Regions from separate parts of the Mus musculus genome. Here all the other regions are linked to region 1. A link is a contact called in public HiCAR-type and promoter capture Hi-C data. All regions are on one chromosome and are shown on one strand. Each heading gives the region's core, a stretch centred on a gene start, on an enhancer-like site or on the middle of the called end of the contact. The rest is flanking DNA. Distances are from core to core; before and after follow the strand shown.

Region 1 (3,867 bases), core at 9-2,508:
AGTCTTCCTATTCTTTCATCATTTGCCCGAATTACTAAGTCTAATCTCTCTGCCTCACCTGACCTACCTCCAAAAATTCCTAACAAAATGCTGCCAGAGGTTACTGCACACATTAGACTTATTTTAAAAAAAAAATTAAAGATTTGTTTTATTTATATGAGTACAGTGTAGCTATCTTCAGACACACCAGAAGAGGGCATGTCAAGGTATGGATCTATGCCACATTTTTAACTCTAGTACTTATCAAATAACTAAAAAAGAAGTTATTGTTTAATAAGACAATTACCTTGACCAAGGTCCTACAGAGAAGTGATGCTCTTTGTGATTGCTGGGCTTATCTGTGAGATGTGGCTCTGCATTCAGACAGATTCACACTTTGGCCCCCAAAAAGAACATTTCTGAAATTAAAATAAAAACTGATAAAATGTCCCTTACATTATGCATCTCACCTGGGCCTTGTGTCATCTAATGAGTTACCTAGGTCAGGTTAGATCCACACACTACTGGGGGGAACGGCTTAACACTGATCCCCCCCCCCAACTTCCCTAGGGACTGTTCTCCTCCAGGGGCCAAATAGGCACTTGATCACATCCGCTGTGGGCGTACGGGAGGCTGTCCACACCGCAACGCCTGGTACGGCGGGGAGGGCGTCCGGGTGCCCATGCGGAAGCGACGCCAGGACAGAGGGTCGGATCCTTACCCGGGAGGCCTCCCTCGCCCCGAAGCTAAGGGTCCTCGCTGTACATCGTTGCCCAGGGCCGGCGGTGCTGATGCCAGAACAGCAGAGATCCGGGGGCGGGCCTCGCTTGCAGGAAACACCAAGCGCTGCCCGCCCTTGGTAGCAGCGGCAAGCCGCCGCTCTCACCAAACGCAGCTCTCCAGAAGGGTCACAGCAGGCGCCCGCTCCCGCAGGCCGCGCGCAAGTTCCCAACGGCAGTAAGCCGCGCGCCCCTCACCGCGCACGCGCTCTCCTCTCCTGCTCGTTCGCCCGCTCGCGGCTTGTCCGCGGCGCGTCTCACCCCGGCTAGGCCCGGCTGCAGCGCGCTAACCCACCTCCATGCCCCCCGCTAGAACAGCAGACGGAAGGGCAAGGCGACGCCCAACGCCCAACCCGCCGCTGCCGCGAGAGCGGACCCCGCCCTCAGCCCGCCCCCGCCAGAGCCGGCTTGTTGTGGTACACCAAGGGGGCGGACCATGGGGGCGGACGGGAGGTGGAAAGTGCAGCAGCGGGGAACAACCGGCCTGACCGCTGAGTGGCGTCACTTCCGGAACGAGGGGGGTAAGTCCGACCAATCAAGGACTCCCGTCCAAAGGAGCGGTAAATTAGCCGAGGAGCCTGTCCCCGCCCCTTTCCTCGTCCCGCCCCCTTTCTCACCCCGCCCCTTCCCCGACCCTCTTCGGGGAGATGCTTACCTGCTGGTTCCCTTTGGGCTCTTCCGCTCCCCAACGTCCGCGACGTCTGTCACGTTTCCGTCCGAAACCTAAACAATAAAATGTGTGCGTGATTCTGCAAGGGCGCCCCAAGTCGAGGGCTCTGCCCGTTTCCGACCCAGAACAGGCTCCGATAATGGAACACAGTCATGTCAGATTTCCCAAAGGACAGTTGGGTGGCCCAAAACCTCTCCTCCTCAAAAACGGAATTTAGGAAAAAAACAAATCACTTTACAAGCCCGGCAGCCTGTGGTCCCTGTACTCAGAAGGCTTAAAGCCAGCGCATCCAGGCCCAAAGGCCAGCCTCGTACAGAAAGCGATTTCGAGGCCTACATTACATTCACCAAAATTTTAAAATTAAAATAATTCTTTTTTTTAAAAAGGAAAGGGTGTGATGAGGTTTCAACTCCAGACCTGGAGGTCAGCGATTTGGAGGCCTAAATTAACCAAAAATTAAAAGTTAACATTCTTTCTTTTTCTTTTTTTTTTTTTCCTTTTTTTTTTTTTTTTAAAGGAAAGTGTGCAAGAAAGTAACTCAGGAGCACTCACCTGTCACACTGTAACACTGGGTTCCATTGCCAACGCCACAGAAAAGAACAAGGCTCTTAGAGGTGGCAGGTGGGTCAGAGACCTTCCTACCCTGGAGAACCTTAACGCAGAATGAGAAGCCAGCGCCTGAAGCACGAGGGTAAAGCTCTAAGGAACGTTCCAGAAAAGGGGGTGTGGTTTATAAGGCAGCAGATGACCGTTAGAGGGGCTTTAGCCAATCAGGAAGCGGCAGTTGAAGCTGACCGTTATTTTCTCCCCCCCCCCTTTTTTTTCATTTCGTCAAAGGTTTCTATCAAAATCAAAGTTGCAGAAAGTGGTTTCAAACTAGAAGCACTATATGTATGCATGGTTTTTAAAGTAACACATTTATGATAGTTTTTTTTTAAACAAGACTCTTGATAGCTAACTGAAATTTTCAGAAATGAGGGGAAATGATAGAAACTACCCGCAGTTCCTTGTCCCTGATGATACAGATCCTGGCAGAATTCGTAACCCAGATTTCAGACTTCAGCAATATACCATGCTTTATTCGTGAAAGGACATAAATGCTAAGTTACTCTTGAGTGTAAGAAACACAAGTCTGACGCTGGAGCGAGAGCTCAGCAGTTAGGAACACTTACTGATCTTCCAGAGGACCCAGAGTTAATTTTCTAGCGCCACATTGCAGTTCACATCTGTCTGAAACTTCGGTCCTAAGTGATGAGAACAGATGCCCTTCTCTGGGGCCGGCAATGGGTGCACATACAAGCAGGCAAAACACTCCTACACATAAAGATGAAATAAAAAGCAAATATATAATAATTACAAATAAGTATTACGTTACATTATATTTTTAGAATTATATAACATAAAATATAAATAATATATACACATGTGATTTGCTATAGAATAACTTAGGCCTGGATACCCTCCAAAATAATTATAAGGTGCACAAAAATGTTTTGACTTATGAAATCAGGACAAAACAAAAAAAGGTATAGACTAGCAAAGATGTTTTCCTTGTAATAGTATATTTGCCTTTATACCAACAGTAATAAACATGGTCTTTGCTACTTCTGTGGATTAAAATGAAGACATTTTCTGCAGCCCACAAAATGTGTACTTCCATCCAAGCTTCTTGGCTATTTCTTTAATCTTCCCACCCTTGTTTTTTCTACAAACAATAGAACAAGTCCAACAAACTTTTAACTTTGCATGATTAGATTTTAGATTTTACCCTCAGTCGTAGTAGCACTTAGGAGATGGAGGCAGGAGGATCACCAGGAGTTCCAGGTAAGCAGGGGCTATAGAATGAATTCCAAGCCACATAGGATGCAGAATGAGACCCTATCTCAAAAAGCTAACTAGGAGTTTGCGGGGCCAGATGCCCCAGTCCCACAGAGAAGATCCATACCGCTCTCAGCCTTGGCTGGAGGAGCTTCTTTTTGCAGTGGGTGACCGTCAATGCAGAGACTCATAACTGGTCAACGTGCCTGGTGTAAATGAGTTCTCAGGTGCAGGGAGTCATCTGCATCAACCTCCCTCTAGCCAAGCTCAAAGAAGGCAAAAAGAATGTAAGAACTGGCAGACAGGAAGGAGAGCTGTGATGCTGACTTCCGGACATGACTGGTGGATGCATGAGATCACAGCATATGTGCTTACCAGCACAGCAGGAAGCCAGTCAGAATTCCAGCACTGATGGGGGTGGGTAGGGATCCCAAAGCCCCACCCTTATCAGAGGAGCTACTGGCAGTTGATGGCAGTTGAAGAAGAGAAGGTTCACTATCCTTTGGGAGGATGGGACTGTTGGGAGCTTGCTTGTTCCCTGGTGGATGGCCACACACCTATGTGAACGTGGGTGGCTCTAACCAGCTCAGGATGATTAGTAGCAACAAATAAAAATAAAGA
Region 2 (4,163 bases), core at 1,482-3,981, 840 kb before region 1:
AATAGGGATCTTGGGGGCTTTAGGCATTTGCATTGTCAAAGTAATTAAGTAAAAAGATAATTTCATGAAAGCCTAAGTGTAGTAAGGAATTCAAACAACAAAGATTGACCTTGGGGCTAGTTTGCTGGTGCAGTACCTTTACAAAATACAATTATTTCCTACTCAAAACAAGTGTAAGCAGCATGTGTAAGAGATGTGAAAGGTGCCACTCGCTGCACGGCTGTTCCAGCCAGATGGCTCTCTGGCCAGCTCTGCGGACCTCTGCATTCCTGGAATAAGCATTAGCCATCAGATCATGGCATTCCCCTGTAAGGCCACAGCTGACGAGCTGCAGCAGACCAAGAGGCATAGACTGGAGTTCTCCAATAGGCAGTGGGCACTGGTAACAAAGGCAGGCTGCCCTCAGAGCCTCTGTCCTTAGTGCACATTCCACAGACCAGACTCGGGTAGCTATTCCTAAGAGCCATTTCTCAGTATCTGTAGAGGCCCCACCTTTGAGATGAAAGCAGAGAAGAAAAAAATAATAGAAAATTATAATCCAGGGAACTAAAAGATACACTTAATATGACTCTCCCTGCTTAAACCTGTTCATTAGATTACTTGACATCAGATTTCTCCAAGTATTAGATTACTACAAAGCATACAGCCAAGGCTAAAGGCACTACCAGAGAATAAGCCGGCTGCAGCAGCTCCTGCCTGCCATAGGTCCAGCTACTTTGGAAGCTAAGGGTGGAGAAATAAGCTTGAGTCCAGGATCTGAGACATATAACAAGGCCTCCTTTCTTTTAAGAGGGGTAAAAGTCCAGGGTGGTGGCAGCCAGGCTTGTTGGCAGGAGCAATGAGTTCAAGACCAGCTATACCCAACTACATAGATTCAGGATGAGCTACGGGTCAAGATCTTGTCTCAAAAGTAGGGAATAGAATTGCATATCTATATGTCTCCAGGCCTTGGGTTTATCATAAGAACTGTTTCACATTTGTCTGGTATAGGGCAAACTTTGAAATCCATCCTTTTTATCTAGGTCCCTGGATAACAGTCAACACACTTTGAGGGTCCCTTTGAGGAATTAATGACCCAGTTACTAAAAAAGGCTTATTGTTAATTTCCTGCAGGGGATCTACTGCAGCACATTTTTTTTTTCCAACTTTGACTTCAATTTGACCTTTAAAATCTAAGACATTTAGTATGAGTGGGAACCTTGGCTCAATGGCTTCATGCAACTCACTGTTGCTAGTGCTATTCTTAAGCTCTTGTTTCCTGGCTACAAGACACCCCCACCCTGCCATCTTTGATACATTCTGTTTTACTTAAGTCCAATTGCTATGACAACGCAATTTCTGAACACATTATTAAAATACTTCATATGGTTGGTTTCTCTTGTATTCCTTGACAGTCATAATAATTAGCTTTTTGAAAATACCAAGGGTAAAGAACAAACGACTTAAAATGTTTTGGGTCTCTATATAGAAAAACCTGATTATCTGAGAGGCTGAGGCAGGAAAATCCTGAGTTTGAGGCCGGCCTGAGCTATTCAGCAAATTCCAGGCCAGCTGGAGTTACACTGTAAGAGCCTGTAGAGAGAGGGACAGAGACAGAAACAGAGAGATGAAAGTCAACAAAGCCCTATGAAGTGTAGCAGTTCGAAATGATTTCACCCTTTCTGGGACATTCATTTAAAACACACCGACCCTTACTTACATAGAAGCCCTCTTGATGTGTGTGTGTGTGTGTGTGTTTGTGTGTGTGCGCGCGCGTGTGTGCATATGTGTGTGTGTAATTCTAGTACCTGAGAGGATTTTAAAATCAAATTTTTCCTGGAGAAGCATTTCATCAAATTTGCAGGGATAGCTTCAGACAAAAGACTGTTCTATCACTTCACACTGGCACAGCAGTAGAATTTGACCAAAAAAAAACCCCCAAAAAACAAAAAACCCAGAAGCCTTCGACTTAATGTCTTATATAGAAAGAAAAGAGCTGTAAGCTATTAAGTTATTTATTGGATTTGGATCTCCTCCAACCAAGCGGCACCGCATCTAACTATTATACTGGAGCAGGTCGGCACTGGAGAGAAAAGACATTTATTACCAGGAAAGAAAAAGGAGGCCTTTCTGCGGCCGGAGGGCCCGGGACCGCCACACAGGATGAAATTAAGGTCAGCGAGCCCTTCACTGCAGACAGGAGGCTCCGAGAGGTGCGAGCGCCGCAGTTGCGGGCGACGGGCGGTGCGGGGGCGCTCGCGGGTGGGTGCTGCCGAGGACCACCCCCCGCCACCTGCCGCGACGGGTGGGGCCGCGGGCGCAGGAAGGGGCCTTCGCGTACCTTCGGCGGACCGTGACACTCCAGGTCGCCGCCCGGCTCTGCCGCGCCCCGCAGCCCACGCGCCACAAAAGGCGGCGGCGGGGGCCCACGGAGCCGCCCGCGAGGCTCCGCAGCTCATCTGTCCACATCGCTCCGGTGCTCGGCCTCCCGCGGCCTTTCCCTTCCCGCCCACCGCCCTTTCTTACCGGCTCCTGGGGGTGAGGGGCGTGGGTCGCCGCGCTGAGGGCTGCTGAGGAAAAAGATGCGCCGCCGCGGCCCCTGCCTCACGCCGTTCGCTCCGCAGCGGATAGTGACGGCGGCGCGCGCGCACTGTGGCTTTTATAAGCGGCCGCGCGCGCCCCCGCGGCGGCCGAGCGCGAGCGTGAGGGAAGTGCCCCGGTTGGCGACGCGAGAGGCGGGACTCGCTGCTCCACTGCAGTACGGAGAGGACCGAGCGCGTCCGGAAGGAGCCGAAGCTGCGGGGCGGGGTGGTGGGGGTTGGGGTAAAGGACGGGAACGCGCTTGCGAGGGGTGCGGGGCGCGGCACAGAGCGGAGCAGCCGCCGCAGCCGCCCGCCGCGGCGTGGGACCCGAGCAATCCTGCCCCGCCCAGTCCGCCCTGCAGAGAATCTGTGCCGCACCCCTCCGCCCTGGGAGCCCTTCCGAGACTGCGGCGAAGGGCAGGGCGGGGCCCGCCGCCGCAGTCAGGCTGGGGATGTTGCTGCCCTGGCCGGAAAGACGCCCTGTCCCTTTCGGATGATCTCACTGGAATGTTGGCTCCCTCTTTGCACTTTTTCTGGGGGAGGCTTGGCTCTGGAAGACCCAAGTCTGCCTGTTCTGGTGGGGGATGGGGCCAAAAAAAAAAAAAAAAGATGATATAAGGATCCGTGTTTGAGGAGGTGGTAGGGAAAAAAATCCCGGTTAGGGAAAAAAAAAAAAAAAAAAAAGACTGATTTGTGGCGTAAGACTTTATTTCAGGATATGGAGAATTCTTCAGCAATCTTCCTGTTGCCAGTAGACAGAGTGTATTCGTCCCAGTTGATAAACGACATTACTATTTCTTTCCCCAGTATTAATTGAACTTTGCTGTTTAGCTGACACCGCACGTGCTTTGGGCTTTTAATCTCTGCTCTTATTTTACAAGGTAGATGTTGCCTTTCCCATTTTACAAATTAGCATCCTGATGACATAGAAGGTAGCTCTCTCCCCAGGTCAAGCACGAAGCAGCAATCAGAGAACCTAAGATTTGAACACAAGCGTTAAGCAAGTGGGTGCTAGACTTCTGAGAAAAGGAAAACACAATTTCTGTAATTTTTTTCTTATACACAACCCTTTTCAGGGCCTGGCTCTGAACTAAACTCTGTAGCCAGGCTCCCCTACTGCAAAAGCTCTTTCCCTTCCTCCATTTTGGGTGACAGCTGTGTGGCAACCATTGGAGTAGCACCCAGCTCATTCCTGTGTAGTCAGGCAGCTCTGCCAGGCATCAGCCTCCTGGTTACCAAGCCACCCTCCTATTTAAATAATTATAAAGAACTGGGCATTGCTCCAGAACTGGGATGAGGCCCAGTCCCAAGCTTCCTGGTCCTCTGCACTTTGGTTTCTGCTGAGCCTAGGATCTGCAAGGTGACTTCTAAGCTACTCTGACTGTAGGCATGATGGTGAAAGAACATTCCTAGTCATTTTCCTTGGAGAGGAGAGATTTAAAAAATAAAAAAAATAAAATAAAAAGGGAGTGGCCACAGCTCAGCGGCAGCTTCACAGACTCCTGAGATCCAAAAGGCAGGTGCTTGGAGGACAGCATTTAATGCCATCTTCTTTACAGAGAAAACTGGTTGAGGAGCTACTTCCTGGACTGGGCTTTTTTT
Region 3 (4,100 bases), core at 897-3,396, 950 kb before region 1:
AGCAGCTTCACCACATTCTTGGCACCTGCAGCCACAGCAGCCTCTACTCGAAGTCGGTGCTGCAGCTCCTCTGCCAGCAAGTCGGGGCCTGCAGGGCGGAGGTGAACCCTTAGCCTCGGCCATCGAGGGCCACCCTCCCTGACCTGAGAGGCCTCACCTGGCTCTGGAGAGCCACTGGACTCCAGGCTGCTTATCTTCATCCGGAGCAGGGCCACCTTCAGTTGACTGTCCTTTAACATCTGCTGGGCAGCCGCCAGGAGCTTCCTCTCCTGGGGAGGTGACACTCGCCCCATCAGAAGGGGCTTACGGCAGACCACCAGGGCCTGGGTGGGGCTGAGCCTCCCCTGTTATACCAAGGTTCAAGCTCCTACAAGGAAGATACTACAGGCAAGCCTCCCTTGTTGAACTAGGTAATGGGGGGTGGAGGCTGGCGGGGTGAGCGGAACCTGACACTCATCAGTTTGACAAGCTAAGTAGTAAGGATTCTGTCAGATGGAGAAGAGAGGGTAGGTTGCCAAGAGCTGGACGGGCAGCCGGCTGGATCTTCCGCTAGCCTTCTGTTGTTGGGCTTTGCTGACAGTGTGGGTCAGAGACTTGCCTCACCCACCTACCTGTACTTCTAGCATTAGGTGAGGAGCTGGGCCAGGGTAGCATTTCCCTGTTGGCACAGGGTCTGGCTGGCTTTGTGATCCTTATACCTGAGAGCTACGTCTCTCCCATCAGGTAGATGAGAAGCCAGGCCTACCCCTCTTCATCAGACGCCAGCCCTTACCTTGGGGGTGCCGCTGGCACACGTGTGAATCATATTCTCAGCCCCCTGCTTTACCTTTAGCTCTACCTGCAGCTGCCTATGTAAAGCCTCCGAGAGCCGAGCCCTGGACTGCTCCGCCCGCGGCTGGGGTTCCGAGGTCACTGGCTCTGCAACACAAGGCTAGAGTTCAGACCCCGGGGAAGCAGCGCTTGCCTTTTTCCCTTCCCTTCCGTATAGACAACATGTGGATGATATAGGGTGGTCAAAGCCAAGGCCAGGATTGTGTTCGTGAGTCTCCCGTTCCCAGGTTTATTCAGACTCCTCGCTCACCGGCTGAGGCTGGCAGCAGAACTTGGGCATGCAGCTCCCGAAGCTCGCCATGCAGCTGCTCCAGGCGGCGGTTGGAGGCCCTAAGCAGTTGCTGCACATGACCCAGGTGGCGTCGGTCTGTGGCCACGCGCCGCATGTTCTCCATGCCCTCCTTGATCTTCAGCTCCTTCTGGATGGCTCGGCGGACCATCTCTTTCTCATCCTTGGGGGCTCTCTGGCCAGTCCCAGGCTGCAAAGGGCAGAGAAGTCTTAGCCTACCCTGCTCCACAGCAAAGAGGGAACAGATACAAAAGGCAGAGCCCCAGAGTGTCTCAGAACCCTGCAGTGTCTAGCTCCTGTCTCCCTTTCAAAGAAGGGAGAGAGAAAACAGACCAGGTTCGCCCAGTGCCTTCTGGGTACTGAGGTTTACACTCTAACAACACACTAAATTCCCTTCTCCTTGGTAGTAGTCGCTCTTTTGTGGTCCTGGGGAAAGAAGCCACAGCCTGGAGCGTGCTAAACAAGAGCTCTGACACAGACCCACATGCTTAGCTCTCATTCCTATTTTATACAGGAGCAACAAAGAAAGAAGAGTTAGGTGGCTTGCTCACACAGGCAACACAGAGGAGTGGCCACTGTGGATCGAGGGACAGTGTGATCCCATTTTCTCCCAGCCTGCCACACTGCTCTCCCTAGGTCTGAGAAGCAACCGGAACCTGGGAGGTAATGTAGGCAAAGAATTCACTCTAGGTCCCCTGCAGGAGACAGCCAGTGGCCCAAAACACCACAACTTATTTCTTTTGCCTTACATAGTGTGGCAGACAGGTGCTGTGGCAGAAGTGGCAAGCAGGAGCTACAGCTGTTCACCAGATTAGAGGCACCATCAAAGGCAGGGAGAGAAAACTTCTCGGAGGCTGACCTTATTCCAGAGCAACTCCTGCTGACCCCCTTCCTATCCCCAGGATCCTGGAAGCCACACTATTTTATCCTTACCTTTCGGTGTTCCATCTCCTAAGCCCCATGAAAGAATGGCTACTCTGTTTAGGGGCCCCAGGCCTCAGCTAGGTTGATCGTCCTGCCTTAACTGTCAGAGGGCAAGGGCGAGGCTCAGGAAATCCTTTGGCTGCCCCAAGCAGGAGGGCCAGAGCCAAAGGCCTGAGCAAACAAAGCTCTTACAGAGCTGGGGGCCTGCTGGCCACCGGGGTCCTGAGTCACCTCGCTGCCGCTGCTGCAGGGCGGAGGCTCACAGGAAATCGGAAAATGTGTATAAGCTAGACAGGCCGAGAAGGATCTCCGGAGGAAGGGTACTGGGAGGGGTGAGATCCAGCCTTTCAGGCTGCCTGAGGGCTGCGGTGCTCCAGTCTACTGCACTTCACCTTCCCCTCAAGTCCTGACTTGACACTAGGGTGTTATCTTCTACATAAACATCTCACCTCACCTTTAACTGTCCTGGCATAGAACAGTATCTCTCTCTCCTGCTTAAGTGACACATCTAACCCGAACCTCTCCACATTGTGGACCCCTCGTTGGACCCAAGAGTTCCTTGCACAATGCTGAGCCAAATCCCTCTAGTGGCCAACTTGTTCTAGCCTGTGGGTGTGGTGTATTGGGGACAACGCCCACTGCGCGCACAATCTTGTCCCCGTTCCCCGTCCCTCCGCTCCCCCCACCCCCTCCCCGCTCCCCCAGTCCTCTTGGAAGGCTGTATACTCCAACCTTTGCGCTCCTGGCAAATTCCCACCTTCCTGCAAGTCTCTAGAAGATCGAATTTTAGGGAACTTGACCTATCTTACCCCCACCCCCACCCCCGGTGGCATATTCCACGGTAACAGGCGTGCTGCCGGGCTGGATCTCCGTCACTTCGGGGACCTGGGCACCAGAGCGTCTTAACCCAGGGCTCAGGCAGAGAGGCCAGAATAGTGTGAAGATCCGAGCACCGTGTGCTCAGAGTTGCAAACACGGTCGCTGCGTGCGCTTGGTTCACCTGGCGCACAGCCCCCTCCGGCTCCATGGCGCCTTGCCCGCCAGTCCTCTCCTCCACTGCGGTTCCGGAAGCCCGGGTCTCAGTGCCTGACTTTCAAACTTGAAACTTCCCGGGAAGTGGCGCGGGACACGCGGTCGGGCGCCCCCTCCGGAGACTCGCGCGCCCCGCAGGAGCTGGGGAGCAGCGCCCCCTCCCGGCCACGCGGGAGCAGCGTCACGCTCTGCACCGCAACTGTTCTTAGAGATGGGAAAGCCGAGGGCCATTTCTGCTCTAGCTTTGCCCGCAGCATGCGCTGGGGCCTGGCCTGGTCACGGAGTAAACCTTGACCCAAATTATGGCCAGATCCAAATAAGATACGAACTAACTCAGACTTGTGCAAAACGCATTTTCTGACTCAGCGGGAGTCAAGGTTCTGATTTAGCATAAGGATGTCCACAGGGGCTGAGGAGGAAGTTCAGTAACTGTGTGCTGTGAGCATAAGGATTAGATCAGTCAAACCAACCTTGTTGGTTTTTAAGGGGCTGGGAGTGAGGGCAGGACTTCTCCGGTGGGTAGGATTTGCCCAGAACATAGGGGGTGGGGGTTTGCCCTCCAGGTGTGGTCGTGAAGACCCTATGGTGCCTGGTGCAGAGGGCCAGACAGAACCGTGGTTGGCGTTAACGCCAGCACACCACACCCATGCCTTCAATCCCAGCAATTGGGAAGCAGAGGCTGTCAGATCTGTGAGTTCATGGCCAGCCTGATCTACAGAACAAGTTCCAAGACAAAAAGAAGGGCTACACAGAGAAATCAAGTCTCGAAGAACCAAAAAACAGCCAACCAACCAACCAACAACAACAGGTCTGAGGGGAGATTCTGGCTCTAACATTTTTTTTTTTTTTTTTGTTTTTTGTTTTTTTTTGAGACAGGGTTTCTCTGTGTAGCCCTGGCTGTCCTGGAACTCACTCTGTAGACCAGGCTGGCCTCGAACTCAGAAATCCGCCTGCCTCTGCCTCCCGAGTGCTGGGATTAAAGGCGTGCGCCACCACGCCCGGCTGGCTCTAACATTTTTGGCAT
Region 4 (3,737 bases), core at 1,237-3,736, 740 kb before region 1:
TCGAAAATAAAAAAAAGGACTGGTAGCTCTTGCAGAGCACCTGAGTTGGAAACCCATTGACCCAATGGTGACTCACTACTAAGTGGAGTTCGCTTCCAGGCCCCCTTCTGCCCTCTGTGGGCTGCATGCACCAAGACACCCACCTTTGAAAAACAAAAGTAAATCAGGTGGTGGAGGCACACACTTTGGATCCCAACCCTTGGGAGGCAGAGGCAGGAGGATCTCTGAGGCCAGACTGGTCTACAGCATGAGTTCCAGGACAGTCGGGATTACACAGAGAAACCCTGTCTCGAAAACCCAGTGAGCAAACATAACAAAAATATTGGAAAAAAATTCTATTCTGAGCTCTAATCCAGGGATCCAGGCTCAGTTTATACTCTTGGCATACAAAAGCTCAGGAATCTAGGAACAGCATATAACCTAAGACCTGTACAAGGAGCCAGGCTTAGTATCTAGTGTGAGCTTAAATACAGGGGTCTCAGCTCAGTCTTCAGAAGATCTGTCCTATAGACAGTTTGGTTATAACCAGACTTTATTGGAAGCAGGTCCTGAGGCCTCCCCCATACTCTGTAGCCAGGCTTTCTTACCAGGATGTAGTCAGCTCCCCAGTCCCTGGCAAAGGCCAGTGCTTCCTGCCTCAGCTCCATCAAAAACTGATGCCGTTCTTTGGTCCAGTGCTTGGGACCCTGTTCATCTGGGTAGGACCTGAAGTGGAGAAAGGTGAAATGCTCTCTTGAGAGAGGGGCCTCTCGTTCTCTGCATAGAATAGACATGCGTGCTCTGGGGGCTGTGCCCTGGGGAATAGCTGTTCACCATCTTCCAGTACCCTTGCCCTCGGTTAACCACCTGGCCTCCTCCTCAGGCTTCCAGACGACAGTCGCATAGTCCCGACCCACAGCAGCCAGCCATTCCCGGAGCATCCCTGTGGTGTTGTCCATGTTGTGATCTGTGGCACACCTGTGAGCACAACACAGAATGACTGTCCTGAGAGCGATGGGGCAGAGTTGTGCGCTCCAGTGGAGGTGCTGGAGGATGTCCTGTGTAGCCTCAGGCAAGGTCCATGCCTCTCTGTGCTTCACGTCTGTCCTTCTAATTTTGTGCATTGTACTGTGGGAATTGAACCCAGAGACTTGTACACATCAAGCAAGCCCCTGACCCCTGAGCCATCCTCGGCCTGAGTGCACTTGAAAAGTCCCTTGAGCTTAAAGATTGCACCTGCCACGTCCCTTCACTTCCGTCCCTCTTCATGGCTCCACACATCAGGCCTTTTCCAGCTCAGAATCAGACAAAACAGTCATTGCCTTTCTCTCCTTACCTAACTCCCCCCAGCTGTAATTAGGCTCACACCATGCTCCGACAACCCCTGAGAAGTGTTAGTGGTGATCCAAGTTCTGTTACCATGGAGCACAGCTTTCCCTCTGCTGGGGAGGGGGCTCTAGTAATGGAGGTGGAAGGCTTAGCCAAGAGCCCAGGTTTTAGGCGATGCTGTTCCTTTAAGCCAATTCCCCAGAACTACGTGTCAAGTCTTACAGGGGTGGGAACTAACTAACTCCCCAAGTGTGGTGGCTGTGGGCAGCCTCCCCAGGCCACAGCTCCACCCCAGCCCAACTTTGGTGTGCTGTGAGGAGTACTCTATCTCCAGCCTCTGCTCAGGCTCCTCCCTGTTTTGACTTTTTTAGACAGGGTACTGCAACCTCTGATCCCAGCGTCCCATGAGACCACACCCTTGGCTATCAGAACCAGCCAGCCCCTCTCTCTACCCAGAGAAGCTTAGCAGTACCACTCAGAAGGGCACCCGAGCATGCCGCCTGGAGCTGAGGGTTCCCTCCACCTGCTCTCTAGAAACCTCCAGTCTGACTGATCCTTTCTATGCTGGGCCCCAGGGGATTCCAGAGGTTCAGTCTGTTCTACCGCACATCAGGCAGACCACAGGTCTTTACTGCGATGTACTGCCGAGCCCCAAGGGCTAGGTCAGAAAGGACAGGCCTAACTGAAACCCAGGGGAAACCCGGGAAGCCGGGGACGCCCGAGACATGTAGGGAGCCCAAAGGAGGGGTGAGTGTCCCTGGGCTGAACCCTGGCCTCAGAGGTCTATTCTTGCCCCGCGGGGTCTAGGAATACTGTTGAAGGGCTGTCTGGGAGGGAGGAGCTTGTTCGGGTTGTGTCTGGGCAGAAGTAATGAGGCCTCCAGGTCAAAAGCCTTCCTGGGTCCTGGGGCTTGATGCCCATATGCACCCACCCCTGGATCTCTCACCAGAGGGCCAGCCTGGCCCGGGGGTAGTCCAGGCGCTCCAGCGCACCCAGGTAGTGGGGCAGAGAGTGTTCAGCATTGCGGGCCAGGATGGCAAGGACCACGGTGGGTAGCGTCGGCTCTGTGACACTGGCAGCCCGGAGCTGCTGCCCCAACAGGAGCAGCAGAGGTAGGAGCCGCGCAACGTGCATGGCGGGACTCGGTGGCTGTGGAGGGCCCCGGGTTTCCCACCACAGTAGGGAGGGGGCGGGATGGGCGGGGCATGGAGGCGGGGTCTTAGAGGGGCGTGGTTACTGCCTTGGGGCCCCTGCGCCCCTCTTAGGCGCCTGTACGCTCCGCTGTCCTCTTCTCCGCCCAGGCCCTAGAGGTCCAGGGTTAGGCACCTGCTCCAGACGCGTCCTGGGGTCCGCCTTCTCCGTGTGGACCTCGGAAGGCGTTGGCACGGAAGGAAGGATCCGTGGGCCATGGTGGACCGCTTGTACCATGGGCGTTCATCTCACTCCTGGAATACTGACACCCGGGATTCCCGGCTCTCTGCCTCTCAGCCGTGGAGGCTGCAGTCTTCGCGAGGAGCCCAGGTTCCCGCCCCCTGCTCCATCTGAGACGCCCTCTGGCGGCCTGAGGCAGTAACTCCACATACCCAGCAGATGACGCGATGAGTTGGAGAGCAAGCCCAAGCTTGGGGGAGAGGACTGAGTGCAGCTGATCTGGCCACTTCCGCGACCTCGCATCACCTCCGCAGGCTCCGGCCCTTAAAGCAAAGCCCTTCTTTCAATTGCTTTGTTTGTTTGTTTGTTTGTTTGTTTGTTTGTTTCGAGACAGGGTTTCTTCTCTGTGTAGCCCTGGCTATCCTGGAACTCACTTTGTAGACCAGGCTGGCCTCGAACTCAGAAATCCACCTGCCTCTGCCTCCCAAGTGCGGGATTAAAAACGTGCGCCACCACCGCCCGGCTTCAATTGCTTTTTAATACAATAAAATTAAAGATTGCATCTTTAACTTCCCAAATAAGACCTAAGCAACATCATCACATTGACTCTGAGGAGCATTTCGTTTGACACAATGTGTTTGTTTTTTCTTTTGAAAGAAGAGTTATTTGGGAGGGGATGCACTTGGTCCTGTGGAGGCTTGATGCGCCAAGAAGGAGGATACTAGAAGGGTGAGGAGGGAACAACGGGTGGGTGGGTGGTTGAGCTCCCTCTTAAAGGCGAAGGGGAGGGAGGTGGGATTGGGGAGATCCTGGAGGGAGGACTGGGAAGGGGAACAACATTAAAACATAAATAAGGGCTGGTGAGATGGCTCAGTGAGTAAGAGCACCTGACTGCTCTTCCGAAGGTCCGGAGTTCAAATCCCAGCAACCACATGGTGGCTCACAACCATCTGTAACAAGATCTGACGCCCTCTTCTGGAGTGTCTGAAGACAGCTACAGTGAACTTACATATAATAAATAAATAAGTCTTTAAACAAATAAATAATAATGATAATGA
Region 5 (4,026 bases), core at 715-3,214, 810 kb before region 1:
TTCATCTAAGGAAAAAGGAAAAACGTTTTCCCACTGGTGGCTTGTCCTTGTGACTGAATACAGTACCCAGGTGACTTTTCCCTCAGAGTATAAGTTATCTGAATCTCTGAGTAAAGTTAGTTATCATATGAGACATCAGTCTTCCTCGTTTTTTACGCCCTGCTCTCCCAGGTTCATGCTGCCAATGAGAACAGTCAACAGGGAACGCTGTGTATTATGACATCAACTTTGCTATGTTGTTCCTCTCTCTCTCTCTCTCTCTCCCCATTCCTGGCCCTAACTCATTTACATTCCATCTTCCCCAAAAGGCTAAGAAGCACAAAACTTTCGTTTCTTTGTTTGTTTGTTTGTTTTAAAGACAGAGTTTCATTATGTAGCCCTGGCTGGCCTAGAAGTTGCTCTGTAGACCAGGATGGTCTTGAATTCACAGGACCCCACCTGCCTCTGCCTTCCAAGTGCTGCACTTAAAGGTGTGCACCACCACACCTGGTGTTACACTGCTTCTCTTTAATAAACTGGTGTTTCTTCTGTGCTGGGGAGATAGATTAATGGGTAAAGTACAAGCAGGGAAGGCCTAAGGTTTGACTCTAATGATCCTTATAAAAATGGCATGGTGGCATGCACTTAAGAGTTCCAGCACTAGGGCTGGTGAGATGGCTCAGTGGGTAAGAGCACCCGACTGCTCTTCCGAAGGTCAGGAGTTCAAATCCCAGCAACCACATGGTGGCTCACAACCATCCATAATGAGATCTGACTCCCTCTTCTGGAGTGTCTGAGGACAGCTACAGTGTACTTACATATAATAAATAAATAAATCTTAAAAAAAAAAAAAAAAAGAGTTCCAGCACTAGAGAAGAAGAGACAGGATGATTTCTGGGACTACTGGCCAGTTAATCCTAATTGATGAGCTCCAGGCCAATGAGGGACACTTGCCTCACAACCCAAGATGAGGCCTCTGAGACTCAAGACCTAAAGTTGATTTCTGGCCTCCACACACATGCGCATACACGCATACCAACAGTGGATGATACGATGATATGGGAAACAAATCGTCTCCCCCAAGTCACTGTCATGTGACTAAACATTTCAACCTTGCAGCCAACAAGTCTTTTGTCTTAAGCAAATTAAGCCTTACCTGGGTTCCATTTGGTGATGAGGGTGACGGGGATTGTGGGCTACTTCTGACAGGAGATTTTAGTAGTGAGGATTGGTACAAGCCAGATGCAGATCCAGAGGATGGTGAATTATCAGAAGAAGGAGCACTCTCTTGCGTGTGGCCTGAGGTGTTGGGTAGGATGTGATCTACCACCCATCCAGAGTAAGAAGACAGTTTGGGAAGAGACATGCATTCTTCCAAAACATCCTAAAGAGAAGAAGGTTAAGCCTATTTATTTGTTTTTGTTCTTCTTGTTGTTGTTTTCTCTTTTTGGTTTTTCGAGGCAGGGTTTCTCTGGGCATCCCTGGCTGTCCTGGAACTCACTCTGTAGACCAGGCTGGTCTCGAACTCAGAAATCTGCCTGCCTCTGCCTCCCAAGTGCTGGGATTAAAGGCGTGCGCCACTATGCCCGGCACGGTTAACCCTATTTGTATGTCCATTGGTAAGTATAAGACATTATTACATGTGATGCTTAACAGCTGAAGGCCCAAGCAAATAAGTTAATACAGAAGATAAAAAAAAAAAGGATCGCAGCCCGTCCCGTCCCGTTCCCACTCCCGGTCCTCCACCGCGGTCACTAGGGAGCCTGCTAAACGCGGGCCGCGGGCCGCCGCTCACCTCGTAGCGCAGCAGCCACTCGCGGTCGTAGCGCAGGCGGCCTTTGCTGGTGTTGCGGAGCGCCCTCAGAGTTTCCCAGCAGCGACCATCGGACGGCATGGCATGTCACCAGCTGACACGACTGACAACAAACCCTCGAATCCGCCGCCGAGGTGGCGCCGCCTTCCGCTTCCGGGGTGTCCGCCCCACATCCGGCGCAGCCTCTCCGTAACGGTCGCAGAACCTGTCCGTCAGCAGCGCCCCGCCCACTAGTGAGCGCCGCCCCCTGGCCAGAGCAAGAATGCGGGATTGAGGCTAAACTAGCGAGCCTACGTGGATCTGAATCTCAATGTAATTTCTCGCAGTCACAATTGCCAGGGTGATGCTCTGCGGTTTTTGACCCATCTACTGCTCATGAGTCCGTGACAGCGGTTTGAGGTGGATAAGAACCTCAAGAGAACAAGCAGTATTTTTTCTGTTCGGGCGTTAACAGTCCTTACTGTCCTTGTGGTGGAGCCTGGTTCATTTTCCAACACCCCATGATAGCTCACAACAGAAACTCCAACTCAGACGGTTCCATTGCCCTCTTTGTGGACTTTTACTCTACGCACGCACATCATACATACATACATACATACATACATACATACATACATACATACTTTTTTTACTAAAAAAAAAATCTTTGGACTTCTAATAAAATATTTTACAAACGTTAATACAAGAGTCCCCCAAGAATGATCTGGGTGAAGCGTTACATAACTTAAATCCCAGCACTCAGGAGGCAGAGGCAAGCAGATCTCTTGAGTTCCAGGCCAGCCTGGTCTACAGAGTAAGTTCCAGGACAGCCAGGAAAAGGCCTAGCTAGGAAAAAAACTTCCCAGGAATGGACCCCAATCCAAACAGTTCTACAGCTCAACACTGTGGTGCACAGCTTACACTAGTTCAGAAAATAGAATCGAAATTACATACCCACACATGCATGTGGTGGTCTACATTTGACAACTTTTTTTTTTTTTTATTGAGAAATTGTGTAGGAGCCAAGGCATGGTGGTGCATGCCTTCAGTCTTGGCACATGAGAGGCAGAGGCAGGGGATCTGAGTTGAAGACAAGGCTGGTCTACATGAGTTCTGAGCCACCCAGAGCTATATGGTAGGACCCTGGCTCTCAGGAAAAGGTATATTTATTTTCAACATGTATGAAAATGTGCATGTGATTACCGTAGGTGCCTTCTAAGACCAGAGGAATCGAATGTCAAAGGAGCTGGACTGTTGCTGGTGGATGTGACCACAAATGTGGTCAGCACCTTAGCTGCATTTCTCCAGCCCACCTTGATAAAGTCAAGGTTCTTTCCTCTGTGTCCTGGATGGATGCTTCCCCTCGCACAACCAGTAGTTAACCAGTGAACTCTCTCCAGCGCCAATCTCTGGAATTTTGGACTTGGGTGAGAGTGGCTGAGATGCTATAGTTACCTGAATGAGAATGGCCGCCATAGGCTCATGATTTGACTATCTGGTCTCCAGGTGTTGAAACTGCTTGGGAAAAATTGTGTCTTTACTAGTGGAGGTGTTCGTTAGTGTAGGCTTGGGGGTTTCAAAGGACTTGTGATTCCTGGTGCTCCTCCGATGCCTCCCAGTGTGGATCCAGATGTGAACTCTGTACTATGTAGTCCACAATTACGAACTCTAACCCTCTCAAACAATAGGCCAAATTCAACTTTTTTTTTTTGTGGCCAGGATGTGGTGGTGCATACCTCACTCTGTAGACCAGGCTGGCCTCGAACTCAGAAATCCGCCTGCCTCTGCCTCCCGAGTGCTGGGATTACAGGCGTGTGCCACCATGCCCGGCTTGCCAGTTCCAGAACTGGTCCTGGGATGCAAGTGTTTTATTCTACATGGATCTTCAAAGCAGCATCTTTTGAGAGAGCTTGAGCTGATGTTGGATCTATGAAGGTGGCAGAGTACTGGAGCTTTGGCTAGGACTGAGTCTTATCTATGGAGCTGAGTCTGATGTGTCTAAAACTGCTACAGATTGAACTGGGTCCATGGCTTTTGTTGATGAAAATGGACCAGTGGTTGCTGTAGTCTGGGTATGGGCAGCCAGCACCACACCCAGAATGTTCCCCAGGACCAGTCAAGACTGAAGAAGGGATGGGAAGATTCCAGGGGTGCTGGGTGGAAAGAGGGAGCCAACATCTGCTAGGCTTGGGGACACAGGATCACTGCTGGTGCAGTGAGTGTGGGCTCTCCCACCTCAATTCCCAGGAGATTTT
Region 6 (4,015 bases), core at 950-3,449, 760 kb before region 1:
AACCTGCACCCGGGCACAAGAACCAGATTATGAGCAGAAAGCCAAGGTTCTCCTGTTTCTCAGCTCTTGGGAAATGGCACACTGCATGTGGTGGCTATTGCGTCGGCAGCTTGGAGCAGCAGTCTTGAGTCCCCTGGCTCTCTGTAGATGAGCACAAGGCGCGCATGGTGTGCTCAGCAGGAGGGTGATACCAGGTGTAGGCTGTCTGCATGGCTGGCCTTTTAAACCTGCCATCGCATCACATGTATTGTGACCTTGTGCTGAAAGCCTACCTGTCATCTCCAATCAGGTGACCCAAAAAAAAGCTGCCAAGGCACCAGTCTCAACAAGGGTTACAGTCCCCAAGCTCCTCTGGGGAAGCGTTCAGTGACAGGTTAACCTAAAACATGCAGCTCAGGAGCAAAGTCACTGGGACACCAGCTTGTAAAAGGAAGGCTCACACCCTTGCTGAAGCATACGAAGACCCCACTTCCCAACGTGGTCCACTCACTGCCCACACCAGAGCCTTGCTTGTACATATGCAGCCCAATACGACAAGTGCAAAACAGCCAATACTGTGCTCCAGACCAGCAGTCCAGCCAGAGTCCCGGCTGGGGGAGAACGGTCTGCAATGGTTAAAGCTAACCTAGCCCACTGCCTCCTCACAGTTCCCAGATAGCCTTCTGCCGACCTCACCAGCTCTTCAGGGGGAAGACTGAAACCTAAAGCAACAGCACCATGGTCTGCACTCTGCTCGGCTCACAAACAACTACTGAGCGAGCCGGACGGCCACTCGGAAGAAGACTGTTCAAAGTAGAACCTCAAGTTTTCCCCCCTTCTACTTACTTATAATATCTCTGCTCACTTTAACACTAGTTTAGAGGTGCCATGGTGGGAAACGCTTTTAAGCCACCACATGGGACGTGGAGAAAGGAGAATCGGGAATTCAAGCACAACCTTGACTACCTAGTGAGTCTGAAGCCAAGCTGAACTCAAAGCATTAAGAGTGATCTTGTTTGCTACTAGTAAGCTGTAGGCGGGGGAGGGGAGTCTTTACTCCTCCCCTTTCAAAGTCACTTTCAAGTGTTTTGGGTCCAGACTTTCAGTACCTGGGAAACTAAAAAAAAGTTTCCATTGAGCCTGGCCTGGGGAGCCCTGACCACCTTTCCCTGCCCTACTGCAAAGGCGCCCCCCACATTGGCTGTACCTGGGGGAGCCGCCTGAGGATGAGGCAGACATGGTTAAGCATCAAAGCCGCAAAGATGGGCAATTGGGTCGGCAGGCTCTGCTCAGGGGGACCCAGAGGGGCTGGCCAATGAGAATCTCAGGGGCCGGGCATCAAACGTCCTCTCTCTGAGGGGAGGAGGGTGGAAGCTTTGGGGGTGGCAGTTGGATGAAAACTTGGGAGGCGCTCCTCTACTGTCCAAGTCGCACAGCAACTGTCCTGCCAAAGTGGGGAGGGAGGGAGACAGGAGAGGCTGAGCGACCTGCGGGGTGCCGAGTGCGCCGCCAGGAGGCAGGTGGAGGGCGCGGCAGGACAGTGAGGGGCCACGTCACTGAAAGGAGGACAACGACCAGCATGCCCAGACCCCACCCGGGAAGAATAGCGGGCCGACGGCTACTAGGGTTTAAACCTGAGGGCTGCCTGGAGTGCGAAGAAGGTGAGAACTGCTAGGCCCCAAGTGGGCCCCCCAGGGGCGGGAACCCGCACAGGGAGCTGGAGGGATCTTCGGGACAGTGCCTGGGCAACTGTCTCCTAGGTGAAGGGGCGTTCCCGGCAGAATAGCTACCAGGGAGAACCAATAGATGGAAGGGGTGGAGCGGCGGCCTAGGCGGGGCGGCATGGAGAGCCAGACCGCTCCTGGATCACCCACATCCCTGGAGCTGGTCTGGAGGGTCCCCGGAGGCCTGCCCACCCCGAGCGCATGTAACTGCTGCGGCCCAGTCCGCAGAGAGCAGGGGTGGCCTCCGGGGAGGATGGGGCGCACGGCCACCCACCAGCGGGCAAGAGGGGACGGGGTTCTGCCCATAGAAGGGCGCAGCCCTGCCCGAGGACAGCAGAGGAGGGAAAGAGCGCTGCCGATGGCCCGGAGAGGACGGAGGCGGCCGGCCCGCCCGTTAGCGGGAGGAGGAAGGGCCCGCGCCCAACGAGGAGCGGGGCGGGCCGGGTTCGGACGCAGGAAGGAGCGCGCCTAGACTCGGGGACGGTGCCCGGTCGAGCCAGCCCCGGGAGCGCGGGGCTTGAACCCGCGGCACTCTACGCCCTGCCCCGCCGCGTGGCCTCTCACCAAGAGCGGCACGGCTGCGCCCAGAACCGTCTCCTTATGAAGTCGTTGAAGTCGGAGGCCAGGGTCGTGCCATGGAGACGCCGCGGCGGATGCAGTCCGGCTCCCGCGGCGGCTCCTCCCCGCTTCCGCCTCCTTTTCCGACAACCGGTCGGCAGCTCGCCCATTGGCCAGTTCAAACCCCCCCCGGAGCCTCTCGGGTTTCGCCATTTAGGCCCAGCCCCCAGCGTCACAGAGATGCCCCGCCCCACACGGGGACGCTCCGCCCACTTCTGGGTCACGAGGCCTGTCCACCGCCCCGTCGTCAGGGAGACACGCGACGCCTCCCGCGCCAGCCGGCCTGGTCTTGCCCCACCGTTCAGGCCACCGAGTCCCCTCCGCCATTTTGCCCTGGTCCTCCTGAATCCTGAACCCTAACGCGCTCCCCTCGAAACACAGGAGGAAGCTGGACGCAGAGGGCGTCTGTACAAGCGACAGGCTGGGGCTTCTGGAAAGCCATTCCTATGCCTCGGCCGCTCAGTGCAGACAACTTGTGCACACTCCACAAACTGTACCCCTCTCCCACACGCCCCAAACCGAAGGAAGAGGCCGCACTCCCCACGCCCCTGCCGCCCTCCCGCACACCGTACGCCGCTTCTATACGGACCTGCTCTGCTGAGGTTCTCTCTGCTGAGCCGCCATCTTCTCAACTATGCTTCCCTGTTAGCCAATCGTGGGGGACTGTCACGAGGCTCACGTTCCCGCCCTGGATTCTGGGAGACTTTAACAACCTCCGGGCTGGGTAGACCTCATTTCCTTGACACCTTAACTCCAACACAGTAGTTGTGCTCCCACCAGCTCCTCCCTGGAGCGTGAACTACCTTCCCACCTCCACAGCCGGCAGGGCAGTCTTACCATGTCATATTTGTTCGTCAACCCTTGACGGTTCATTTTGTGCGTGCAACCCTGGCTGGCCTGGAACTTGCTGCGTTTGAGCAGAAATCTGCCTATCTCTGCTGCTTGCTGGGGTTATAGGAGTACACCAGCAAGCCGAGCCTTTCTTCTTCTTCTTCTTCTTCTTCTCCTTCTCCTTCTCCTTCTCCTTCTCCTTCTCCTTCTCCTTCTCCTTCTCCTTCTCCTTCTCCTTCTCCTTCTCCTTCTCCTTCTTCTTCCTTCTTCTTCTTCTTCTTCTTCTTCTTCTTCTTCTTCTTCTTCTTCTTCTTCTTTCTTCTTCCTTCTTCTTTCTTCTTCCTTCTTCTTCTTCTTCTTCTTCTTCTTCTTCTTCTTCTTCTTCTTCTTCTTCTTTCTTCTTCCTTCTTCTTCTTCTTCTTCTTCTTCTTCTTCTTCTTCTTCTTCTTCTTCTTTCTTTCTTCTTCCTTCTTCTTCTCCTCTTCTTCTTCTTCTTCTTCTTCTTCTTCTTCTTCTTCTTCTTCTTTCTTTCTTCTTCCTTCTTCCTTCTTCCTTCTTTCTTTCTTCTTTCTTCTTTCTTCTTTCTTCTTTCTTCTTCTTCTTCTTTTTTTCATGCCAGTAATCTCAATGAAGGAGGGAGATGGCCATGAGTTAGTTGAAGGCCAGTCTGTATCCCTCAGTCCTACCTATCTCTACCATCCTGAGGTTCCGCAAGAGCATACAGCTGGGGACAGGAACTCCGAGTTAGAACCCTTGCCTGACCTGAGCAAAATCCTAGATTCAATTTTCAGTAACACGTGCGTGTTATAATCTCCACGAATCATTGTCTCCACTCTGTCCAGCAGTTCTCTCTAGACAATTAC
Region 7 (3,773 bases), core at 202-2,701, 700 kb before region 1:
AGGAAGTCCCCTCATAGCCCAGTTTGGGAGGTGGGAGGATACCGTGTTAGCTGGGCTAAGGTTCGAAGAGGTAAAGCAGTCAGGAAGCCAGACCAACCTAATTGGATCCAAGCAGCAAGACAATATCATCAATTAAACTGCACTTAACATTCATGAGACTACTCCCTTCCAAGGGACAGAAATGCTGAACACTGCAGGGACTAGACAGAGTGCTATTTATCTTTGTATCCTTGGTGTCTGGCTCACTGCCTGGCACATGGTAGGCACTCAATAAATGACTGGTGAATGAACTGCCTAGTGAAGGGACAACATGAAAGGAATGGGGGGCATCCAAGGCGAAGAAAGGCATTTGGAAGGAATTTTACATCTCTCTCTACCCTTGAGTTTCCCTTCACTTCAACCTTGGCTTCTTCATCTACACACACACACACAAACACACACACACCCCTAGCTTTTCCATAAGATTCTAGAAACCAACCACCCATCTCTAGAAGCCTCAGTTCTTTGTTCTCAGCTTCCGAAGAAGTCTGTCTTCTGCAGGTTTTGAAACCATGACAAGCATTCTGTGTGTTGGAAGAACACAATGGTGATTTGAGACAATCTTCACTTTTCCCCGTGTTCCTTCAAGTAGTGATGTGTACCCGGATTCTGAACCTTTTCACAGTAAGGATAATATACTACCAATGTTAGTCACTCCCTCCGTGGCAGCTTATTTACCCCGGTAGCTCCTCTGGACTCTGCAGAAGACACTTACCAAACTACTTTGCAAAAGATTAAAATCTAATTAAAACTCCAAGGTATGCCGGGCGGTGGTGGCCCACGCCTTTAATCCCAGGACTTGGGAGGCAGAGACAGGCGGATTTCTGTGTTCGAGGTCAGCCTGATCTACAGAGTGAGTTCCAGGACAGCCAAACAGAGAGGACCCCTGTCTCGAAAACACACACACACACACACACACACACAAGGTTTGAGAAAGAGGAAGGTCCTGTCTTGGCCAAGACTTCCCCTAGGAAGGCACTAGGCGGGAAGACAGAACTGAGATTATTCAGCAGGGTTCGTCTCTACTCGTGCGCTCCCCTTAGAAGCTCAAAAACCAGACAAGGCGAGTCGGGCTCGGAATGGCACGGGTGAAACATGCCGGAAGACCGCCTGCTCACTGTCAATGCCTCCCAGTCCTACATGATACAGAGCAAGGCGAAGGATTCCAAACGCATCTCCCTACCCGTGTGTGCGCCTCAACTCTCGGACTCACGGCCTCGTCACCCACAGAGACCGCGTCAGTCAGAGGCCAGGGGATTATCCCGGCTCTCGGAGGGCGACACAGCCTCGGCAGGCCAAGAGAGGTCCGGAATTCCGAGCCTTATGGCTTCGCTCCATCCCCAAGGCGCCCCAGATCTCACTCACCCGAACTCCACCTTCACACATAAGGGCGCCGCCATGTTTAGGAAACCAAACTAGCAGGACACGCCCTTTAACTTCCGGAGCGCCCGTTTATTTCCGGTCGCCACCAGGAAGCGTAAACGGAAGAGGCGGTACGGGGTGGGGCGAAATCCGTTCGTTACTGCTCAGCTATTGGACGAAGGCACCCGCTCAGTGGGCTGCGGAATTGATTGTCTACATTATTTGCGGACCTGGCCAAAAAAAAAAAAAAAAAAACCGAGCAGGAAGGGACTTCCTGAAGAAAGACGTCTAAGGGGAAATTCATCAGCATCCGATGACATGATTGTGAGCCACGTACTGTTGATCTTTCATTGGCTACAAATCTGTTTTTAAGCCACGCATGGTGGCACACGCCGTTAATCCTAGCCCTCAGAAAGGCAGAGACGGTGGATTATGTGAGTGCCAGGCCAGCCTGATCTACGTAGGGAATTACAGGACACCCAGGGTTCAAAAACAAAACAAAACCAAAAACAACAAAGAACCCACAAACAAGAACCCTGTCAACCCAGCTAACATCGCTTAAGGGAGTAAAACGAGGTAACTCCAAATTCTTGTTTCTGACCCTGTTGTCTCTCTCCGGAGCTGCCATCTTACTATGCAAACATCTGTGTCAGATGATGAATTGTATGTCTTCTACTCCACGGTTACTGAGTTAACAATGTGTCTGGCAGATTGGTCCTGTGGAGAGTCAGTAATAACGGCTGTAACTGAAGTTCTTGTCTCTAGGTCTCTCCGTGTAGCAGGGAGACGGGGAGACAGCCGTAATCAAATGTACAAACCATGCTAATAAATGTGAAATCCTAAACTGAAATAAATTTTCCGATGTTAGAAAATTAGAATTATAGAGATTTGTGAAAAAAACGCTAGGGCTGTGGAGATGGCTCATCTGATAAAGTACTTGCTGGGCAAGTGTAAAGATCAAAGATAAGATCCCCAACCCAAGTGAAATGATGGTTAGCATGGCAATACCAGAGCTAGGGAGGTGACGATGGCTTCCTCAGGGCAAGCTGGCAACCTACACTAGCCAATGAGCAAGCTCTGAGTTCCAGAAAGACCCTGCCTCAATACATAAAATAGTGGACTACAGAGATGGCCCAGAGGTTAATAGCACTAGCTACTATTCTAGAGAACCCAGGGTTGGTTCCCAGCACCCACATGGCAGTCCTCAACTTTAACTCCAGTTCCAGTTACATATATTCAGGCAAAAACCAGTACACTGAACCGGATGGTGGTGGCACATGCCTTAAATCCCAGCACTTGGGAGGCAGAGGCAGATGGATTTCTGAGTTCGAGGCCAGCCTAGTCTACAAAGTGAGTTCCAGGACAGCCAGGGTTACACAGAGAAACCCTGTCTAGAAAAACAAACAAAAAACAAAAACAGTACACTGAAAAATATAAATCATATATATATTGGAGAATGATGATTTAGGAATACACCCACATCCACAAACATGAAGAAAAAAAAAGATAAGAAAAATGTCAACTGGAGATGTAGCCCAATGGTACAGTGCTTGCACCTGCTCAAGGGTCTGGGTTTGGTCACAGTACCAGGTGGTATACATATGAGAAATACCAAAGTGGACTGTCTGGGCTCTAAATTTTTATTAGAGTTAGCCAGGTAGTTATGAGGAGAACATAAGTTGCAAACTAACTGGAATATCGAGGGAGCAAATTGGAGAGCAGAGAGCTTGGCCAATGGTAAGGCTAAAAATGTAGGCAGGAGGCCAGGCCGTGGCGGGACACACCTTTAATCCCAGCTCAGGAGGCAGAGGCAGGCAGGTCTCTTGAGTTCCAGGACAGCCAGGGCTACACAGAGAAACCCTGTTTTGAAAAAGCAAAACAAAACAAAAAAGTAGGCAGAGCCAAGCTATGTCTTGTAAAGTCTGGGAGAGAAGGAAGGCTATTGAAGCCCTGAGGAGGAGGGATGGAACTGTTCTAAATGCATTTTTTGGGGGGGGGGGGGTGTAGGAGTTGGCAAATTACCTGCCTAGAATACACAACGCCCTGGGGTTGGACTCCAGCGATGCAGAAATCAGTGGCTATGCTGTTGTCTACCTGTGATCCAAGCATGCAGAAGTAGAAGTGCACGGTAACCCTCAATTAGGGAGGAGATACTGCCTAGAAAAGGGAAGGAAAGGCATGATGGCAAAGGCCTTCATGCCAGCACTCAGCAAGCAGAAGCAGACTTGTCTCTGTGTTGAAGGCCAGGGCTATGTAGAGAAACCTTGTTTTAAAAATAACATGTCTCAGGCTGGAGAGATGGCTCAGCAGTTAAGAGCACTGACTGCTCTGCCAAAGGTCCTGAGTTCAATTCCCAGCAACCACATGGTGGC

What was found. Promoter capture Hi-C pulls out the DNA fragments that hold promoters and counts their contacts. HiCAR-type assays count read pairs that join an accessible place to other places.
Region 2: a HiCAR-type map of astrocytes shows a contact between it and region 1, with 4 times the contacts expected there. The contact joins the promoter of Sptan1 here to the promoter of Setx in region 1. A contact is called at or near these places in 3 of 39 promoter capture datasets (cranial neural crest, liver and pre-B cells), 1 of 484 Hi-C or Micro-C datasets (B cells), 5 of 115 datasets of contacts at active chromatin or transcription factors (the NIH/3T3 cell line, astrocytes, effector CD8 T cells and 2 more) and 1 of 9 other capture datasets (liver).
Region 3: a contact with region 1 is called in a promoter capture Hi-C map of pre-B cells, with 3 times the contacts expected there. The contact joins the promoter of Pkn3 here to the promoter of Setx in region 1. A contact is called at or near these places in 1 of 39 promoter capture datasets (pre-B cells), 1 of 484 Hi-C or Micro-C datasets (CD4 T cells) and 1 of 9 other capture datasets (adipose tissue).
Region 4: a promoter capture Hi-C map of liver shows a contact between it and region 1, with 2.4 times the contacts expected there. The contact joins the promoter of Cercam here to the promoter of Setx in region 1. A contact is called at or near these places in 4 of 39 promoter capture datasets (the C10 cell line, liver, neural stem cells and 1 more) and 2 of 115 datasets of contacts at active chromatin or transcription factors (astrocytes and kidney).
Region 5: a contact with region 1 is called in a promoter capture Hi-C map of liver, with 2.7 times the contacts expected there. The contact joins the promoter of Gle1 here to the promoter of Setx in region 1. A contact is called at or near these places in 2 of 39 promoter capture datasets (liver and pre-B cells), 1 of 115 datasets of contacts at active chromatin or transcription factors (bone marrow-derived macrophages) and 1 of 9 other capture datasets (liver).
Region 6: a promoter capture Hi-C map of pre-B cells shows a contact between it and region 1, with 4 times the contacts expected there. The contact joins the promoter of Odf2 here to the promoter of Setx in region 1. A contact is called at or near these places in 7 of 39 promoter capture datasets (the 3T3-L1 cell line, the C10 cell line, the HPC-7 cell line and 4 more), 1 of 484 Hi-C or Micro-C datasets (embryonic stem cells), 6 of 115 datasets of contacts at active chromatin or transcription factors (astrocytes, embryonic stem cells, kidney and 2 more) and 1 of 9 other capture datasets (liver).
Region 7: a contact with region 1 is called in a promoter capture Hi-C map of liver, with 2.0 times the contacts expected there. The contact joins the promoter of Urm1 here to the promoter of Setx in region 1. A contact is called at or near these places in 5 of 39 promoter capture datasets (the 3T3-L1 cell line, the HPC-7 cell line, cranial neural crest and 1 more) and 5 of 115 datasets of contacts at active chromatin or transcription factors (the NIH/3T3 cell line, astrocytes, embryonic stem cells and 1 more).

What each region holds. Positions count from the first base shown.
Region 1 is chr2:29,122,383-29,126,249 of GRCm38.p6, reverse strand. Setx (senataxin) reads right to left here and starts at 1,258. Exons shown (of 26, transcript NM_198033.2): 1 at 701-1,258; 2 at 287-398.
Region 2 is chr2:29,964,128-29,968,290 of GRCm38.p6, reverse strand. It overlaps Sptan1 (spectrin alpha, non-erythrocytic 1), which reads right to left and starts at 2,731. Exons shown (of 57, transcript NM_001177667.1): 1 at 2,506-2,731.
Region 3 is chr2:30,076,744-30,080,843 of GRCm38.p6, reverse strand. Pkn3 (protein kinase N3) reads right to left here and starts at 2,146. Exons shown (of 22, transcript NM_153805.2): 1 at 2,054-2,146; 2 at 1,082-1,310; 3 at 773-918; 4 at 158-269; 5 at 1-88. The coding sequence starts at 2,068.
Region 4 is chr2:29,868,243-29,871,979 of GRCm38.p6, reverse strand. Cercam (cerebral endothelial cell adhesion molecule) reads right to left here and starts at 2,486. Exons shown (of 12, transcript NM_207298.2): 1 at 2,255-2,486; 2 at 847-957; 3 at 588-705. The coding sequence starts at 2,442. It overlaps 2600006K01Rik (a long non-coding RNA gene), which reads left to right and starts at 1,569. Exons shown (of 3, transcript XR_003954007.1): 1 at 1,569-2,420; 2 at 2,610-3,408; 3 at 3,585-3,629.
Region 5 is chr2:29,933,347-29,937,372 of GRCm38.p6, reverse strand. It overlaps Gle1 (GLE1 RNA export mediator (yeast)), which reads right to left and starts at 1,964. Exons shown (of 16, transcript NM_028923.3): 1 at 1,775-1,964; 2 at 1,136-1,363. The coding sequence starts at 1,873.
Region 6 is chr2:29,888,174-29,892,188 of GRCm38.p6, reverse strand. Odf2 (outer dense fiber of sperm tails 2) reads right to left here and starts at 2,199. Exons shown (of 21, transcript NM_001369060.1): 1 at 1,978-2,199; 2 at 1,187-1,423; 3 at 1-3. The coding sequence starts at 1,218.
Region 7 is chr2:29,825,067-29,828,839 of GRCm38.p6, reverse strand. It overlaps Urm1 (ubiquitin related modifier 1), which reads right to left and starts at 1,451. Exons shown (of 5, transcript NM_026615.4): 1 at 1,405-1,451. The coding sequence starts at 1,439.